Regions from separate parts of the Hordeum vulgare genome. Here region 2 is linked to region 1. Evidence: chromatin contacts called from public Hi-C data. All regions are on one chromosome and are shown on one strand. Each heading gives the region's core, a stretch centred on a gene start, on an enhancer-like site or on the middle of the called end of the contact. The rest is flanking DNA. Distances are from core to core; before and after follow the strand shown. Region 1 holds the start of LOC123407976 (potassium transporter 10-like). Region 2 holds the start of LOC123411553 (peroxiredoxin-2E-1, chloroplastic-like).

Region 1 (3,285 bases), core at 369-2,868:
AGATAACTTTCACCACCCACTGTATCATTCGACCGGTTAACCGACAACCCGGATCGCCACATTATCTACCATTGCTAGGTAAATCTTCCAGGTAAAAAAGCAGTGGTTGGCATAAAATTAATGACCAAACAGGGAAGCAATTCACAACTGGATCTGCACAACTCATGGAGTGGACCTGGGTCATCTAGTTCAGACCTTGACTCAAGAAAGAAGAAACAGTGTGTGATGGGGCAGGGAAGACAAATCTGCCTTGTTCTGAATCCAAAGCAATAGAAAGGAAAGAGGGCCATGGCCACGATTGGATCCTTACATTTGTGATGCCCCTTCTCCATGGACAGCTCCAGCCCGGACACCGCGGAGAAAACTGCAGAAACAAGAGAGCCACGATCTCCAAATCAGCAATCCACATCGTAACAAACCATCCAAAAATAGTACTAGCGCTCCACTGTTGGATCCGGATTAAGAGCATCTTGTGCGGCGATTTGGCAAGAAGACGCACCGGAGATGGCCGGCGTGAGGACGCCGTCGCCGATGACCATGCAGGTGCCGACGAGCGCCAGCACGAGCAGGACCCGCTGCAGCACCTTGTGGCGCTCCAGCACCCGCCTGACGCTGGCGGCGGCGCCCCCGCCACGCCCGCCCAGCGCGTCGGCATTGTCGTACTCGAGGTACTTCTTGGCGGTGGCGCCGGCGGCGTCGGAGAACTGGTCCTCGTCCCCGGGCTCGGCGCCGCGGCCCGGCGGGAGGAGCGCGGCGCGGGCGTGGCGGCAGAGGAGGGAGTAGAGCGCGAAGGTGCCGCCCTCGCCGTTGTCGTCGGCGCGGAGCACGACGCAGACGTACTTGAGGAGCGGCACGAGGGTGAGCGTCCAGAAGACGAAGGAGAGCACGCCGAGGATCTCCTCGTTGGTCTCCGAGTGCTGGATGTCGTCCGCGAACGCCGCCTTGTAGACGTAGAGCGGCGACGTGCTCAGGTCGCCGTACACCACCCCGAGGCTCTGGTACGCCAGGCTCAGGGTCATCCGCCACGGCAGCCTCTTCTTCCCCTCTCCCCGCCTCCCCTCCTGCCACAGAGCCAAGAACGCGCGACAAACATCATCAGAAAAAAATAAAAATAAAAAGCACATTCAGCCAAGACGACGGCCGGCAAGGCGATCGAGGTTGTCAAGAACCGCAAGAAACGTAACTCCGGCGGCCATACCGTGTTCTCCGGCGGGGTGCCCCGGGCGGCCGCGGCCTCAGGGTCCATGGAAGGGGAGCTCTTCATCCGGGCCCCTCTCCTCTCCTCTCGTCCTCCACCGCTCGATCGGCCCTGTTTGTCCGCGCTCCGGAGTGCACTGCCCTGTGCCTTGCGGGGAGTTGGGAGTTGGCGCTGCCGGGACGTTCTTGAATTCTCGGACTGTGCAGAAACCGGCAGGGGACGGGGACGGGGTGGGACGGGGGGGATTAGGTGGGATATATCTGGAGCCCTGGAGGCTTTTTTTACGGGAGGTCAAAGGAGCAGCGCGGGGGGCAGGTTCGACCGGAGGCGGCACAGCATTGGCGTGAGCCGCGCGCGGAGCAGAGGAGGCGGAGCACGCACGGGGACGGGGGGGAGGGCGGAACTGTGCGAGGAAGGGAAGGAGACGAGAAGCAGGGGGTTGGAGGAATGTGGGGGTAGTGGGGCTGGAGGAGCAAAACCGCAAAAAAATGAAAAGCCGAGAAAGGCCACCATGGCCAAAGCTGCGGTTGTTTTTCCTTTTGCTTTTTGGTAAATGGAACTTTGCTTGTGCCTACTTGTTGTTTTCGACGTGGCCGGCTCCCCTCTCATCCTCTGCGGACGCTCCGTGTGGGCCTATTCTTCTATGCTCCTCAAAAAGGGTGTTTGGATCCAAGAGATTAAAACTAGTCTGACTAAAGCTAGTCTTTTTAAGAGGCTAAAGTTTCAAGCACCCCTGATTAAAGAGAGGCTAAAACTAGTCTTGAGGCTAAAATCTTTTAGTCAGGGGTACCCTTACTAAAATGTGCATTAGCCCTCTCTCTCCTCATTTAACTCCTCATGCAAGTTCTGGATTGGACAGTTTGGAGGATAATAAATGCTCATTAACTTGATTTTAGTCTCTTTAGTACTTGGATCCAAGCATAGGTGAGGCTAGCAAGTTTTAGTCTCACTACTTTTAGTCATGGGACTAAAACGTATCCAAGCACCCTCTTTGTTATTCAGAAGTCCCGGAATTTTTTTTTAGTCCCAACTTAAAAGTCCATAGTCCCTACCCGTTTGTTTCCAGGGACTAGAGGTCATTAAATGACAGGCAAAAAGACCATGTTACCCTTAGTAATGTAGTAGTAGTTATTAAATGACATGCTAAAAGTAGGGGCATTGTTGAAAAAAGTGACAAAAAGTCTCAAAAAGACCCTTCCAGAGGGACTTCTCCAAATAGTCCCAAATACCTTCTTTTAGTCCCTAAAAGTCCCTCCTGTTTGTTTCACATGGGACTTTTTGAGACTTTTTTTAGTCCCTATACCAAAAAGTCTCTGGAAACAAACACCCCCTAAATGTGACAGCAAAAAATAATACTGTAGTGAAAATGGACGAGAGATGAGTTCAGCATTGATGTGGAGTGCAGGTCAGGGTGTAGTAATTTTTGGCAGGAATTAAACAAATGCCCATAAACATTTATTGGGTGGATTTATTCAGAGGGGTCGGTTTCTAAATGTGGATGTTACATGCAAGAGGTAGTTCTGCATGCTTCTGTGCGCCACCACACTTGGCTAGAACTTTAGCCGTTTTGGGTCATATAACGGTACTTCACCCACATGCTACTACACCAGGTGAGACATTGGGAGATGTTATGTTTTTTGTTTATGGCTGGAAGCATGTACTAGTCATGTGAGGTTGATGTTCCATTTGTAGATTAGTATTTCAAGGTACACGAACAGTCAATCATGCTGCAATTAGTGCACTAAACTAAGATTCAAATTATTGTTAGTTTATGCTACTCGAGATGTTGGCATCTAACAATATATTACATGCCCCTGTTTTACGAGTGTTAAAGGGGAAGCACTCCTTAAGGTTAGCGAGGGAAAGATAGGTAGAAATATTGCCATCTCGGCTTCATGCCGTAGAAATAGTTGTGCCTACAAATTCAAACTATCAAAACTCGACCATTATTATAGTCTTAATGGGTGGGTTGTACTCATGCAGATCTCATCAGGTCATAAAAAAACAAACCAGTTGAATTGACTAGATAGGTAAGATGCGGATGAAAACCACATTAAATTCTTCAGAACCATTTTGTGAATATATAT
Region 2 (3,285 bases), core at 527-3,026, 170 kb before region 1:
ACCTCTCCTTTGACAGGTACATTCTTCTAACCAATACTTTTGTAACAGTTTGCAACCTGTGATATATTATGCCACATATAGCTTATGTCATGGAACAGATCGTGTCCTAGCTTTATGACCGTTCAAACTCAGTCCTAAGTGTCAGCATGCTTTTCTGTCTACATTTGATTTGACATGGGCATGCATACTAGATACATGGTCTGTCTGTGGCATCAGTAAATAGTCATATTGAAAATGCTTAAGTTTTAACTCAGGCAAAATTGATCCAACTTGTCCATACTTCCGTAGAACTTGGTTGAACTGCTCGGTCATATCTCTTATCGCATATCCCTTCCTCTTAGTTGGAATTTGATGTTGGGCTTTTCTTCTCTGTTTGGAAAAGCAAGGCAGTGTCTGATGCTTCCTCCATATATGCAGTTTTCTGAATCTTAACTTATCAGCGAAAAAAAGAGAAAATTGTTGCCACTGCTTGTGCCATTAAATGTCATGTGCGCCGACGTAAATGTTAGTGATGGAATAGATTGATGCCTTAGCTGAAGAAGTTCAGCCTTTGCTGACGGAGGCGCGTGATAGTGATCTGGTGCAGGGTGTGGAGACTGGCTGATGCATCCGGTGATTTACTGTCGAAGAGTATTACTTGTGCTAATAAATATCCTCATCAATTTGAAATTAAGTAATGCTGGCTAAACTTTATTCAGATTCTGAAGAGCTAAAACTGGACCCAAAATTTTGTGGGAAAGAAGCTTCTGAAAATCCCAGCACCTGCAGTTTCTGCTTTCTCTGCACCTTTTAGTGTATGCATGGATTGCAAATATTATGGTGGAAGCTTCATTCTTTGTTGTTTTACTTATTATACATATGCTGCCCTGCAGATGGTTGAAGTCTTGTATGCTTACCCCTGATACCAGTCATCTTATCAAGCAGTCCATTTTCACCCTTATATTTACTCTGAAGGAAATTGAGGTTTGTAATCTATTTTTCAGTTATTTCTGAAAATGAAGAGAAGGCTAGAAAGGTTTTGACATGTCTCTTTCCTTGCTTTCAGTTTCAGAGTATCTCTGGTTTCGCGGAACATCAAAACTGCTGATCAAGCCCCTTACCAAAGTTGAACAAAACGCTGCTTTGTGTCGAGAAGTGCTCAAGTGGAAAATTACTGGCAGAGTAGACTCGTCCTGATGAGATTGAAAGTATCTTTATGAGACGTTTCTCCGGACCATTTATTTCGTGTTATTTAGATCACACGAACCAGCAACTACTTACCAAACTGCAGATTTGGCCAATGAGGCAATGATGATCGATCCTTGTGGGAAAAGAACATACTCCTGCAAATACAGAGTCTGAACTCTGCAGATTCATCTATACAAGCTTATCATCTGTACGAGCTACGAATCATGGAATGAGAAACTTAACATGCAGTGCCATCATCTTCCATTCCTTTTGGTATCAACTGGCGCTACAAGTACGTGGCCGCTAGTGGTCGGGGTTAATTGTGGAAGCGGACCCACCCCATGAAATTCACCTCGTCTCGTCTCGTCTTTGTACAAATTCACGAAATGAGCTCTACATTTTTGAACAAACAATCCGTCAACCTCCAGATTTTGTCTACTATTTATTTCATTTTGTTAAAATTTTTAGAAAAGGACAGATGAACGTTCTCTTGATAGAGAAATTGTTCTTGCCCAGCAAAGCAATAGGCAAAAGCCACCTCCTGCCGCCGTGCTTTCTCCACCCACCCCCCACCTCACCCCACATAGGGCCAACCCCCGCCGCTCGGAGTCGGACTCACGCTCCCCAAATCCCCCACCCTAGCCTCGCTCGCCCCCAAGTCAAACAACAACAGACAACGCATTCCCTCGAACACCTAGCCGCCTCCCTCCATCTCCATCTCCATGGCCACCTCCGCCCTCGCCACCCTCTCGGCCACCGCCGCCGCCGCGGGGGCCAGGCGCGCGCTCCTCTCGCGCGGCCCCTCCTCCTCCCTCTCCTTCTCCGCCCGCCGCCTCGCGCCCCTCCGCGCCGGGCCCCTGCCCCGCGCGGCGACGCGGGCCGTCTCCGCGACCGCGTCCCCGGCCGCCGCGACGGCCATCGCGGTCGGCGACCGGCTCCCGGACGCGACGCTCTCCTACTTCGACTCCCCCGACGGCGAGCTGAAGACGGTGACGGTCCGCGATCTCACCGCGGGGAAGAAGGTGGTCCTCTTCGCGGTCCCAGGCGCCTTCACGCCCACCTGCACCCAGAAGCACCTCCCGGGGTTCGTGGCCAGGGCCGGGGAGCTGCGCGCCAAGGGGGTGGACACCGTCGCCTGCGTCTCCGTCAACGACGCCTTCGTGATGCGCGCGTGGAAGGAGAGCCTCGGCGTCGGCGACGAGGTGCTGCTCCTGTCGGACGGCAACGGCGAGCTGACCCGCGCCATGGGCGTGGAGCTGGACCTGTCGGACAAGCCTGTGGGGCTCGGCGTCCGGTCGCGCCGCTACGCGCTGCTCGCCGACGACGGCGTCGTCAAGGTGCTCAACCTCGAGGAAGGCGGCGCCTTCACCAACAGCAGCGCCGAGGACATGCTCAAGGCGCTCTGAGGCCTGAGCCGCGACACCCCTCCGCCCTCGCCATGCCCGTCGAGTCATCGCCATCGGCTCGGTTCGTCCTCTGTTTCCTGATGAAGGCCTTTTTTGCTTCGTTTTTCCCTGAATAATAATAATCGGTGCGGCAGCGGCGGACTGTCTTTGCTGCTGCTGCTGCTGTCACCTCGATGTGCGGTGGCGAGTACTGAGTAGTGCAGCGTAGCTTTGCGAAGTTTCTGGAGAACTATGAATCTGTCGTGGCCGTGTCCTGGTTTGCAACCTGGCATGGAATGGAATGTCAACTTGTGCTTGTTGTTTGCATCGTACCATAATGATTCGTATTCGTGATGGCACGGCTGTAGTACCTACCGTGGCTCCGTTTATATGCAGGAAAATTAAGGTTGTGATGCGCACCAGCGTTGCTACCAGGTTGTGAATCTGCGATGATGGATATGTTAATGGAACATACTTCCTACCTTCGTTGTTTTTTCATGAAGCTACAGCCTACAGCCAGTGTTGAAATTGTGCATAGATTCAGGAAGCCGAAGCCAGGGCCAGGGGTCATCTCCCTCTTGGCATGAGCAAAGGATCTTCAAACCCATTATATATCAACGGGCATTCAAACCATTTCTTTTAATTTCACGGTGCTATTCTTTTTCTGTATAACTAGACAAGAGAAGTATAGATTGAGAAGATCATTCCTTTTCTGTATAACTAGACCAGAGAA

Evidence for each region. Hi-C and Micro-C count contacts between places; a contact is called where the count stands out from the background.
Region 2: a Hi-C map of leaf shows a contact between it and region 1, with 4 times the contacts expected there. The contact joins the promoter of LOC123411553 here to the promoter of LOC123407976 in region 1. A contact is called at or near these places in 2 of 6 Hi-C or Micro-C datasets (leaf and seedling).

What each region holds. Positions count from the first base shown.
Region 1 is chr7H:546,238,450-546,241,734 of MorexV3_pseudomolecules_assembly, reverse strand. It overlaps LOC123407976 (potassium transporter 10-like), which reads right to left and starts at 1,618. Exons shown (of 10, transcript XM_045101219.1): 1 at 1,199-1,618; 2 at 500-1,061; 3 at 311-364. The coding sequence starts at 1,264.
Region 2 is chr7H:546,411,801-546,415,085 of MorexV3_pseudomolecules_assembly, reverse strand. LOC123411553 (peroxiredoxin-2E-1, chloroplastic-like) reads left to right here and starts at 1,776. Exons shown (of 1, transcript XM_045104518.1): 1 at 1,776-2,906. The coding sequence starts at 1,890. The coding sequence ends at 2,573.